Regions from separate parts of the Gossypium arboreum genome. Here region 2 is linked to region 1. Evidence: chromatin contacts called from public Hi-C data. All regions are on one chromosome and are shown on one strand. Each heading gives the region's core, a stretch centred on a gene start, on an enhancer-like site or on the middle of the called end of the contact. The rest is flanking DNA. Distances are from core to core; before and after follow the strand shown. Region 1 holds the start of LOC108480812 (ADP,ATP carrier protein ER-ANT1). Region 2 holds the start of LOC108480172 (COBRA-like protein 4).

The links. A called contact is a pair of places that touch in the nucleus more often than the background predicts.
Region 2: a Hi-C map of leaf shows a contact between it and region 1, with 2.9 times the contacts expected there. The contact joins the promoter of LOC108480172 here to the promoter of LOC108480812 in region 1. A contact is called at or near these places in 3 of 5 Hi-C or Micro-C datasets (all in leaf).

The regions. Positions count from the first base shown.
Region 1 is chr1:20,654,404-20,660,772 of ASM2569848v2, reverse strand. LOC108480812 (ADP,ATP carrier protein ER-ANT1) reads left to right here and starts at 3,522. Exons shown (of 4, transcript XM_017783922.2): 1 at 3,522-3,657; 2 at 3,877-4,163; 3 at 5,308-5,658; 4 at 5,931-6,369. The coding sequence starts at 3,897. The coding sequence ends at 6,242.
Region 2 is chr1:20,856,372-20,862,740 of ASM2569848v2, reverse strand. LOC108480172 (COBRA-like protein 4) reads right to left here and starts at 2,332. Exons shown (of 6, transcript XM_017783070.2): 1 at 2,165-2,332; 2 at 2,006-2,085; 3 at 875-1,331; 4 at 654-801; 5 at 278-558; 6 at 1-199. The coding sequence starts at 2,234. LOC108480171 (squamosa promoter-binding-like protein 6) reads right to left here. Exons shown (of 5, transcript XM_017783069.2): 4 at 4,027-4,814; 5 at 3,614-3,888. The coding sequence ends at 4,039.

The DNA.
Region 1 (6,369 bases), core at 2,273-4,772:
TTAGTATAATATTGAATTTTGGTACAGTAATTTATTTGAATAGATAGTCAATTAAGGTACAAGGACTAAATTTTAAAAGTAGTAAAAGTTAAATTACTATAGATTTGTAAGTGGAAAACTTAAACTAAGGACCAAAGTGGTTACCACGTTGGAATTCTAGTGGACATTTTGGTTAAATTTTTTATATTATATATTATTATAATTTCTAATTAAAATAACATAAAAATCTTATAATTAAAAGAAACAAATATTTATGGTGAAAGGAGAGAAAAAATTATTTATATGGTGAAAGGAGAGAGAAAATTATTTATTCATCTTTCTCCCTTCCTCTGATTTCTCCGTTGAAGAGAAGCTCTTTAGGGCTTTGAAGCTTTCGACACTTATTTAGGTATCTCAATTTAGTCATTTTCTTATAATTTTTATGTTTTTGAAATCCCGGGAGCTTGATTTAGCTAACCCAAGGATTAATTTGTGAAACTGTTAAATTTTTAAAAAGTTATCATTGATGTATTTTTGAATTTTTGGTGGTTATTTGGTTAGATTTGAAGCTTAGATATGAAAAAATGACTAATTTGTAAAGTAAAAATTGTTAGTTCTGAACATAAAGACTTAAATGTAATAATTTAAAATTTAGAATGAAATTTCTATAAATATAGGTTTTGATGGAATGTAGAATGATGAAATTAAGATTGATTTCAAAATCGAAGCTCAAATTTGAAAGTTACAATATCTTTGATTTTATATCTTTGATTTTAGGGACTAAATTGAATAAATGAAAAAATTAAAGGATTAATTGATAGATGAAACTAAACTGTAATTTAACTTTATTATGTTGTTAAATAATGTTTGGAATTGATAATTGAATTAAGTTATCGTTTAGATCGAGATTTGCAATAACCGGAGGATACACGTGAAAAAGGGAAAATTGTTGAATAGTCCCTAACGCCTTATCCATTGTTGTTTTTGTCAGGTAAGTTCATATGATGTAAATGTGTCTAAGATATTAAATATAAGTGTTCAATTGAAAATTTGGATGAATTACAAATTGGTATAAAAGGTGATATCGGAGTAAATTGCAAGGAAATGAGGATGAATTTATATGTTGAAGTTGGCCTGATGAAATTAGTAAAAGTCTCATACACATGGTTACAGGTTGATTTTTGATGATTTTGAGATCCAACATTTGTTGTAGACTCGAAGATATATGTGACACAGGTTTAACTCAAACAAGTAACTTGATGTTGTTTTTTAGGTTTAGCCCGAATGGGTAACCTTACATGTATATATAGACCTGGACAAGCTATTATTGTGTCACTAAAAGGTTTATCCCAGATAGGTAACCTAATACCAATGTATATGATTAGATCGAATGAGCATCAGATGTGATTTGCACTTATGTATTGAGTTCTTTTACGATGTTTTATTGGGTAGTTTAAAAAGAAGTGGAATGTGGAATTGATAGGTTATGGAATGAGCTTAATGTTTAAATGAGGAAGAATGAAAGACTTGAATAACGGAATTTTGAGTATACATAGATGGAAGAAATGTGGTTGAATTAGATTTAAAAACTATGAAATGTCAAGCTTTCTATTTGATGTATTTTATGTTTTTTAAAGTATGCCATCTCACCTTGTTAGAATTGTGTTGGTATTATAGGTAAGCTTGTTAAGTATTCGTAAGACTTACCCGTCGTCACTACTTTCTCTGTAGATTTTGGACATTCAAATCTTGTCGATCAGATTTACGAGAAGCCCATGATATCTATCTCCTGATTCGGTAGACTTTTAGTGGTTTAACTCAGTTATACATGGCATGTAAATGGGAGTGTCTAATAGTTGTAATGGAAAGTTGTTTTGTGGCATTGTTGATTTTTGAACACTTATGGTAAACTATGGATGTGATGAATTGCCATGCTCATAGGCTTAGTATTTTGTTGTGCAAATGTGGATGGTTAATCATAATAGGTCATGCACATATGAACTATCTTGTGATATGAAATGGTTTGGAAAGATTTACGTGCATTTGTTGTGAATTGGTGTCAAATGTGACATATTGGTTTTGTGAATTTATTAGGTGATTATTAGTTATGTTTTGGCATGGAATTTGCATGTTTTGAGTAAGTTTATGTTTGCTAAAATGAAATTTAGAGGTCACGTTTAATAGTTGGTTTTGAAACAAGCACCAAATGACTTATTTTTGTTCTACACGAGCTCATGGCACGGCCATGTGATCACTGGTAGGAAAGTGTTTTTGGAACCACACGATTCTTGATTGTCACACGGGCCAACCAAACAGCCGTATGAGTACTATAGAAATGGTAAAATTTATCCATACGGTCTCAGTTTGTTACACGGCCTTGTGACTTTTGAAATTAAAATTTGGACGTTTTCACCACATGACTTCAAAGAGTTGCATGGTTTTAAGCCCCTTTTTTACATAATTGCCTTTCTTTTTTGAAAAAGTTTCTAATTGGTCCTTGTTTGATCCCGGGTCAACTTTAGAGCTTTCGTAAGCTCGTATAAGACTCGAAAGAGGTTTTAAATTGTACCAAATGATTACTATGACTTAATTTTGGTTTGAGTTTATTCTTAAACATTTGTATTTGTAATTTTTTGTGTTATAACATTTTGTAGCTCGAGTCTGGCAACTGGATCGAGTGAAGGGTGTTACATATGTAGACTTATTGTGAAAGCAACCAAGAGACAAGAGCACAATCTTATTGAACATACATAGCATGTACTTCATTTTGGACCTGACTTCTTTCACTATTGAACATTGTTTGTTGGAATCATCATAAAGCCATCAAGAAATTACTTAAGCCTAATATTCACCCTTTTATATGTGAAAGGATGATGAAACTTTATGGTAGTACGTGAATCTAATACTGCATCTAAAGTATCAATTGGATGTGAGATTGAAGGCAACGTAGCAATTTCTTAAGAACCACTGCCTTTTTTATCTATAGGTAAGAACCACGATTCGATATATGTTGAATTGAAGTTACCTTAAGAATTTACCAACAAAACTATTCAATGAAAATAAGAAAGAAAAAGAATTGGGTTTGGAGAAGAAGAAACAACAATGAAGGCTTTAGTTAGAAAGCCTAGAGAGAGAGGGAGTTTTCTTTTCATTTAAAAACCAATGCTCAACTGTCCAAAGAAACAACGAGTTACAACATTGAAGCAACGAATAATAACCTTCAACAACCTAATGCTATAGTTAACAAAGTAACAAAAAATAACTTCAATAACCAATTTGCAACTCACAGCTATTAATAAACAGGGTTCAATGATAAAGAACTCTAAAACCTTTAAAGTAAGTTTAAGTCTTATAAATTTAAATAAAAATTTCTCTCAATGAATTTGCTACCAAAACGGGTTCAACTTGATTCGATTTCAAACTTAGCTGGAACCATGTGGTCCGAACATCAGGTCTCAAGCCCCAAAAAAACCTAACCCTAAGCATACTAGCCTAAGGACTTATTTGCAAATTGTAATAAATGTTACGTAAGCCATCGCGATTTCCCATTTTATTTCCATTAATTTAATAGATTACAACAACCGGTGCCAGCCTCTCAAATTCTGTGAACTCCAAAGGAATCCTAAAGGAATCTGTGTCTTCGTTTCTCAGCTTCCTTCCCTTCCTCCCCTCGCTCTGGTAATTCCCCTTTCAATCCCTCTCTTTCCTCACGTTTTCCTTTTCTCTATTAATTCCATTCTTTTGAATTTCCATACTCCCATTCATATTACTCTGTTTTACTCTTCTTTTTTTTTATGGTTAATTAATCTCGGTATTTCCCTTTTTTCCTGGTTAGTTGATTTGTTCAATGGAAATTTATGGGTTTTCTTTCTGGGTTTATTGTATTGGCATTTGTAGAAAGATAGCCAAGAGAAAAGATGGAAATGGGTAAGAATAAATCTGAGAAATTCTCAATGGATTTTGTGATGGCTGGAATGGCTGCTATAATGTCAAAGAGCGCAGCAGCCCCCATTGAAAGAGTGAAGCTATTGTTGCAAAATCAAGGGGAGATGATAAAAAGGGGAAGCCTTCAGAAACCTTATAATGGTGTTGGTGATTGCTTTAAAAGGGTTTTGAAGGATGAAGGTCTTTTCTCTTTCTGGAGGGGTAACCAAGCCAATGTCATCAGATATTTTCCCACTCAGGTTGAAACTTATGATTTTCTATTTTGCCTATTGTTCACACTAGGAAACTTATAAAGAAATTGTTCTGTTTCTCATTGCTGGATTTTATGCTTCCATTTTATTTGTCCTTAATTTTGATCATGTACTTGAATAATATTGTTGAAGAACTAGGTAATGCCTGAATTTGACAGATTAGGGTATTTAAATGACATGGTATTTCTTTTTTAATTGATGGAGTCGTTTATGAACAATTGCAAGAATCAGTGTTAAAAACTACTTTATGAGCTTTGGTTGATTTGTGCTTGCTGCTTCAGATTAATCTGTACAACTACTGAAAGATGCCAATATAGAATCATCAATGTATGGATAATCATTATGCTGTTCTATTTAAAAGTTCCACTAATTGAGTGGTGTTATGTCATGAGTTTTAGGTTTTCCTATGCTTTAATCTTCTATGACTATGGCAATCGTTTGTTTGTGGGAAAGGTACTATATGCTATTCATAGATGAATTGCCTTTGGGATCTATCCCTGTAATGCATGTTCCATGAAGTTCTAAGGACAAAAAACTTAATGTTGGCATGTTGTAGTTGGTATGTACCTGGTTAGTATTAGTGATTAGACATCACAACTGATGAATTTTATCGATTAAGATCTTCCTGATGTACCTACACCAACTACTCGATTTTCTTGTCTTTGGCATTTTGAGACAAACTGAGGTTAAAGGAAAATCTCTTTACCTGCTAAGGTATGAAGGTTGCTGACAGAAGAACTTCTCCTTCAGTTATTACAGAGAGACTTTATCTTCATTTTCATATTAGTTTGAGACATAAACAGGAACTAAATGGAAGAAAGAAAACGGGTTAACTTTTTAGTAGAGAAGTTTTAGTTTCCTCAACCTAAGAAATAGTAAATCAAACTTGGGTAATTTGAACATGGCTCCTTTTTATCTTCCTTACCAATCCTTAGCTATATGGTAGCTTTGGGTTTACTGTTTATGGAACAAGTTAAGCTTTTGTCCCAGATTTTATATATCTGTACTGGGATGTTTTGAAATCTTTTGCTGCTAGCATGAAACATCTTTATTTACTTATTTTTACATTTTACCTTTGCAAGTATTTGTCCTGCCTAATTTTGTTACTTAACAGATGTTCGATTATCCATAGGCTTTCAACTTTGCATTTAAAGGTTACTTCAAAAGCATTTTTGGGCGCTCGAAAGAGAAGGATGGTTATGTGATGTGGTTTGCTGGAAATATGGCTTCAGGGAGTGCTGCTGGAGCAACCACATCCTTGTTTTTGTATCATTTGGATTATGCGCGTACTAGACTTGGTACTGATAGTCAACGCCAGTTCAAAGGGCTACTAGATGTATACCGTGAAACTTTATCAACTGATGGCGTTGTGGGCCTATATCGAGGATTTGGGGCTTCAATCATGGGGATTACTTTGTACCGTGGCTTGTACTTTGGGATCTATGACACGATGAAGCCTATACTTTTAGTGGGGCCTCTTGAGGTGAGCATCCAATCCTCTCTTGTAGAACTGTATTCTCACAACTGCTCCTATTTAGCTTTGTAGATGGTAACTGTTTATGTTAGATGATTGGATGCACAATTATGAACTATGATCTCAAATCTTCTTAATATGCATCTTGGTGCCTCGGGGCATAGGATATAGTTATTAGTTGTTGCTGTTTGCAATTTAACCAGTCATGATCATATAATAAATACTCCTAATTGCTGACTACATAAAATTACTTTGTATCATATCTTTTTTGTTCGTTGCAGGGGAATTTCTTTGCTAGCTTCTTCCTGGGTTGGAGTATCACCACAGTTTCCGGGGTCTGTGCCTATCCCTTCGACACGGTTCGACGCCGAATGATGTTAACCTCTGGACAATCGAAGAAGTATCGCAGTGCTATCCATGCTTTTCGTGAGATTGTTCATCTCGAGGGGTTTTCAGCACTATTCCGAGGAGTTACTGCTAATATGCTTCTTGGTGTAGCAGGAGCCGGGGTACTCGCAGGCTATGATCAGCTGCATCGAGTGGCTCATCGACAAGGTTATATGTTCGAGTCATATCAAGGTGCACTAAAGTGAAAATGCCATTGTCTCAAATGTACATACAAGTGTAGCTTTTCATACTGAGATGAAAGAAGAAAAGGAGCATGGGGAAGAAGTGGGATAGAAAGGGCCCCATGTGTGTTTTTATGTATACATTTGTACA
Region 2 (6,369 bases), core at 1,083-3,582, 200 kb before region 1:
TAAGGATATTCATCTGGAGCTGGCATGGCGCATTCATCGCCATTGAAGTATATTTTCCTAGGGAAAGCCCAACCTTGCTTGAACGTGAATGTACTCATGTCTTTCTTAAGAATCAATTCTGATTGGACGTTTCCATCAGCTCCGGCTTCCTTTAATACGTCATTGTAGAACTTCAAGCCATAGAACATACCAGTGTCATCTGCAGGTTCAATGTTAGTCCATGGTTAGCCCACTTGTCGACTGCCTAGGGAAATTCAAATCAAAGACAAGGACTTACTTGTGTATTTGTAAGGAAGGAGGGGTTTATATTCGAAACTGAAAACTTGGGTGATGTTGTGGAGGTTAGGATGTTGAGCCACAAGTGTCCACTGCGTGTAGTTCATGGCGTAGTTGAAATTAGTGACCGTCATCTTCACTCGCCAATACTCCTTGTAATTCAGCTTCACATGCCAATGCACTCGGATGGGGCACATATGGTTGGTACACCTTATCATCGCATTCGAATTTCTACTCCTTGTTCTGTTCTTGCCAACTACACTTTCTATCTCTGCATCACTCCTGCAATTTGTAGACTAATGTCATTAGGGATGATGATATATAGTGAAATCCCATAGTTAAAAACATTTTCGTGTGGGATCAGAAAGAAGGTTTACGAGATGCAATTATTGTTGTTTTGGCAGCCACAAGAACATGATGGGCAAGGTGTGATTGTGGAGTTGTAAAATGAAGACATCGAGACACAACAGCTTGGATATCGTGATGCCAGAATCTGATTATACGTGCATGTCACATTCCATGTCACTGCAACACAAATAACAACACTTATGTCGGATGTAAGTATATCTGTTTTAAGTGCAAATTATCAAAAACTTACTCAATGCTTGAGTTTTTCGTCGACCATCAGGGGTGAGGAAAACAGTGGACGGCACCTTTTTAGCTCCGCTGCATGTGTAACCCAGACCAGGACCAAGCAAAGTGAAGTTCAACGGCAGGTTCACCGTTTTATTGGAAGTCCCGGCACGGCCAACACCCACCTGAAAGGACGAAACCGCGGTGGAGGAGTCTTGGCTCCATGACGACACGACGCCACCTTTGCAACAATTGGCTATCTGTTGGTTGTATGGGACTCCGGGGAGCAAGTCCACGACGGTGGGGTTTTTCTTACAGCAGTGTGGGACGTTTCCTTTGAACTTTGAACAATCTCCTTGTTCAGTGGCTTGGGCTCCCACCATTGACCAGATCACTTCTTTCTTAGCCCAAACCCAGCCTAGGGTCCAGCCAGGGCTCATTATGTGCCGATACATTTGGAAGTTGGTCATTGTTACAACTGCCTGCATATCAGACATGATATATATGTAAGCTTGCATTTCTATTTCTTCAACTATCCCACACTCAAAAGTTATATTTACTATAAAAATGAATATTGAAAATTTTAGTATGGGATCTTATATCCAACCAAATTTTAAAAATGATTACATGAACAGTCTAATTTAAGTTTGAGTTTAATAAAAGACACTTTATAATTACTAAATCTAAGTAATATTCGCATGCATATGCGTATTAGGATATTGACCAGGAATGAAGCTAGAAGTTGGGTATTGTGGGGTTAAAATAAAATTTCAAAAGTTTGGAGCTAAAAGATAAAATTGATTAAAAAAAGTTAAATTGAATATTCTATAATTAGAATGGATTAAAATTGTTATTATTCTGGGTTAATGCCCTACTAACCCTTAGCTACGCCCTTATTTTAGGTAACTTTCAACTATAAGAAAAAATTTGAAAAAGTTTTAATATATTAGTGATGGATACATATCAATATTTGAAACTCACATTTAACATTTGATCAATATAAATGAAAATTATTATTTTTGGTATAAAGGAAGTCACAATTTTGACCAAATTTATTGAAATTTTATCTTTTAAAGTGACTAAGTGAACCAATTAATTAATCTTGAGTTTAATGAAAAAAATATGAGTATAATAAATGAATTTAAGTTATACTTACAACGTAACCATCCGGAGTCCAGGACATAATGTCCCATTTAATTGTTATGTTTCCGTTAGGATCTAACGGATCATATGCTCCTACAACAAAAGTAGAAAAGGGAAAGGAAATTATTAGCAAAAAAATTAACTAAAACACGAAATGATTATAGCAACTGACCTGCTTGGGAAATGATTATAGCAAAGAAAGCAACCATTGGCAGAGGGTAGGCAAATTTGTAGAACATCATTGTGCAATATCAAGAAGTACTCCTGCTGTCTGTAAACAATGATACTCCTATGGCTTTATATCTATTCCCCCAACAAACAAGAATTGTTTATGTCAGCCTTAACCACTGGTTTTGTTGTATATATATGTGAGTATGACTTGGAACTTTTTTCAGACATATTCTGAGCACAATCTTCTAACTGCCGATATTCGTCAAATACAGAAACATCTTAAACTCGATTAAATCACCTACCAAACAAATGATTTCCATTTAAAATTAATTAATTAAATTGGTGGGTGTGAGAGCTTGCAGTTATTGAAGTCAACTCACCTAATGATAATGACTACTCAACTGTTTCACAATTAATAATATAATAATAATAGATTGTAAAAGGGATAGGGAAATGGCAACAACAAAATTTTTAGTTTTGACTATGCAACATATGTGATAGTTTAAATGGAATAATTGAGTTATTCAGACGAGGATTTTCCAACTTCCCATTTTGCTTATGCTAACTCTGTTTAAAAAAATAAAGAAAGTAAAATCAACTTTGAGATTTTATGCTAACGTGACGAGCCAAGTTTCCCAGTATAATTATTTATGGCATAAAACAACAAATTGTTACTACAAGTTTAGTGAGTAATTGATGTACATGACGCAGCGGGAACTTCCTAGCTTTGGGGTAATTTACCCAATTTATCCATTAACCATACACCAACTTTTTCTCTAACCAACACCATTACTTGTTAAATTATGAATAAATTTTTGTTTTTATCACTTAATTAAAAAAGTTATAATTTGATCATTGAATTATTCAAAAAATTTACATTGTAAGTCATTGGGATATTAAAATCAATGCTATCCCATTACCTGCACTGATTAAAAACTCTCTAACATTTTCTCTTCTATAGTTCAGTTTTTTTATTTTTTATTTATTTTATGAAATAACTTTATTCATCACAAATCTGTGAACTAAAATTCAAATAGATTTATTCTCTTACAATAGCTGTTAGATCAACTTAGATCTAAAATATAAATAACCGTTAAATCAACTTAGATCTAAAATATATTCTCCTACTCATCGATGGATATTAATCTGTCATACTGGCTGTTGAATAATCGCTTGGAGCTCACTAGTGATTTAAAAAAAAAAATCAACAGTTCAATAACTTAAATAAAAACTTTGAATAATTTAATAACTTAAATGAAATCTTTCAAATAGTTCAAAGATTAATATTGTAACTTTTTTAAATTAACTAACTAAAATTAAACTTACCCATATTTTAATGACTAACAGTATAATTTACCCTAAAATTTAAGCAGTTTAGTAAGTTTTATATCACAAGCTCATATAAAACTTGTTTGATAATTTTGCTTTAGTTACGCATCTAAATAGCGAGTGTCGAATATTAAACTTGATTTGATGAATGTTGCAAACAGAAATGTTGATAATTTTGTTCATCAAAACATTTTTAATTCGAGAAACATAATCAAACAATTTTTTTTCGATTACAAAATAACTTGTAAAAGTCTAGGTGAAACTTAACCGAGTGGAGGGGTGGGGTGGGGAATCCAGTTAGCAGCTGCTGAACTTTCTCATCATGCTTCCATCTATGTTACGCCGACTATTCGGACATCTCAAGAACTGTGCAGCTTTCAGCAACATTGAACTTGTCTTCCATTGCAAGTCCAATCATTTAGTTCCAGGCCAGCAAATTCAGAGAATGGAAGAATGTTAGATAAACAAAACACTTGGTTCAAATGTCAAAGATATATGATCATAATGTCATTCAACTTGAGCATCATTACTTACCTTAATCTGTACTTAAACGATTCGGAGGTAGGTCTCATTTTCATTGTCTTCTTGCATAGATTGTCTTTGATGTTCCACTCGCTGAAGCTGCGATGAAAGCTGAAGCAAGTTGATCGTCGGTCCATCTTTGCATGATAGTCCATCAGTGATATTGAAGTTGGCAGCTTCACTACTATCAGATATCAGTATAGCACCCATGTTACCGCCTTCGGTTGAATTGATCCCTGATGAAGAGATCGTATTCGATACTCTGTCAAGCTTTTCCGAGACTTGAGTCATGTGATGGTTATGGTAGCCCGGAATAACCAGGGAACGGGCCATGGGAATTCCTGATGGGCGGCTTGAAGAGCTGTGTGATTGAGATGACAGAAGAGAGAGAGCACAAACAGAATCCGAAATCCCAGATAATCCCTGAATGCTCAATGCTGCATCGAAAACATTGATGTCTTCACTTGCTGACGAGGAGGTGCCTTGGAACAAAGGCCGTGATCCAGAATAAGTCCCATCAAAACCACGAGGATATCGTGCATTGTTCTCAGCTAAAATGCCTCCAGTGACTGCACTAGGTCCATTATGGAAATAGGGAAAATGTTTCTCAAAATGCCCCCCGTTCTTGACAGGTATGGCAGAAAGAGGGCTAAAATCCGTCCCATCTTCAACTTTTATCCGTTTGCCCCATTCGTTTGTTACATATTTCTCAGGATGCAAAAGGCCACTAGTTCGAACATCTTCGCAAATAAAGGATGTATTTGTCAACATGGTCCCTTGAAGTCTGCCACTAACGAAGCCTGCGCAATGTTGGGAGCATTTACAAGATGTAAAACATAAAAGTCACGGATATTTATGAATATTACTAAAGTAAACTTAGTTGCTTTCTTTAAACTTTTGGCGCCTCTGACTTCTTGTCTTACCTGCAAGGCAACCATAACTTTTGATTTTTCATTTTTCTTGTTCACCTATGTTAACACATATTTGGACATGATTGTGGTGATATAACCCTCCAAATAAATGGAGAATTTTAGAAAAGTTGGACATATAGGTGTAGGACACATGCAAATTTGACACTCACAGCGCTGTAGGGAGGGTGGTAGGCTGAGGTCCCGCCTCCCATCTTCTTCATATTTTCTTCAATTTTTGTTTTTTATAATTTAGTATTTTTATACTTTAGAAAAGGTAAAAAATATATATATTTTGACTCCCCCAAAAATTATAATATAATTATAATTTGATTTGATTTGATTTCTTTTCTTTTTATCTCAACCAGCCCACTTTAAAATTGTTGACTTCGTTCCAAGACACTCTAACCTGAGTCCGAGTATCATAGACTACATGAATACTGCTTAGTGTTTTAAAGTGATATGTCTAGCTAATATGGCTAATCTCTAAACTACCAGTAAAAGTAAACTCTAGAACCATAAATTCTGACAAGCTACGAAAGGTGATGTCAAGCAATCTCAGACCATTAAAACTGTCAAATGTCAATACATGTTAATCATCATATGGCTTGTTCAAAAGGAATCGGTGAAACAGAATTAGAATGAAGCTTATAAAGCTAAAGCACAACTTCTTTGCATCTTTATGCACCTCTGTATTATCATGAAACAGAAGGTCAACACAGCTACCATGTCATCACATATATCATCCTCCTAGTAACTGACTATGTATTCGGACTAGGACGTGGGTATCGGAGACATGTATGTGCTTAATATATTTTTCTAAGACTTTGAATGTATTTGGAGGGACCTTGGACGGCCATATCTCCAAAAATGTGTCAGACACAGATGACAGACAAGGGTACTTCAAGTAAAATGAAGAGTCGGAACAACATAGGCTGTGGAAATGTGCCAATCTAGTTGCAAATTATTCAAGCTAACATTTGAGTCTGCGCATGCATGATTGAACTCAAGCTTGACCCTGAGCTTGAGTTTGAATGGATTCACATTGCAAGATCTGAGCTGAACTTAAGCTTTGAAAATCTTTCAAAGTGATCTTAATCCTCAGGTGATTAGCTTGTTCTGACTCGAAACAAACATGAATCTCAAAGGTTCCTAGCAGTTGTCCATCCTCGTAGTTTAAAGTTTCGAATAAAAGAAAAAGTTACCGAGAACTGGGTGAAAATGTATGGTGTCTCCTTAATAATTCGATGAAAAACCACTCAGATATTGAGCATACATCTCTCAAAAGGCACTAAGAGGCAACATCTCAAGATATTATGGCATGGACTCACAACCTTGGATTGAGAAACCTTGAGCAATGGTCCCTTGTAGATGAGTTAAGCATACACCCAAGTTGAATATAATTTACTGATAATGCTGGAATAAAGCTCTAAAGGCTCACATATGC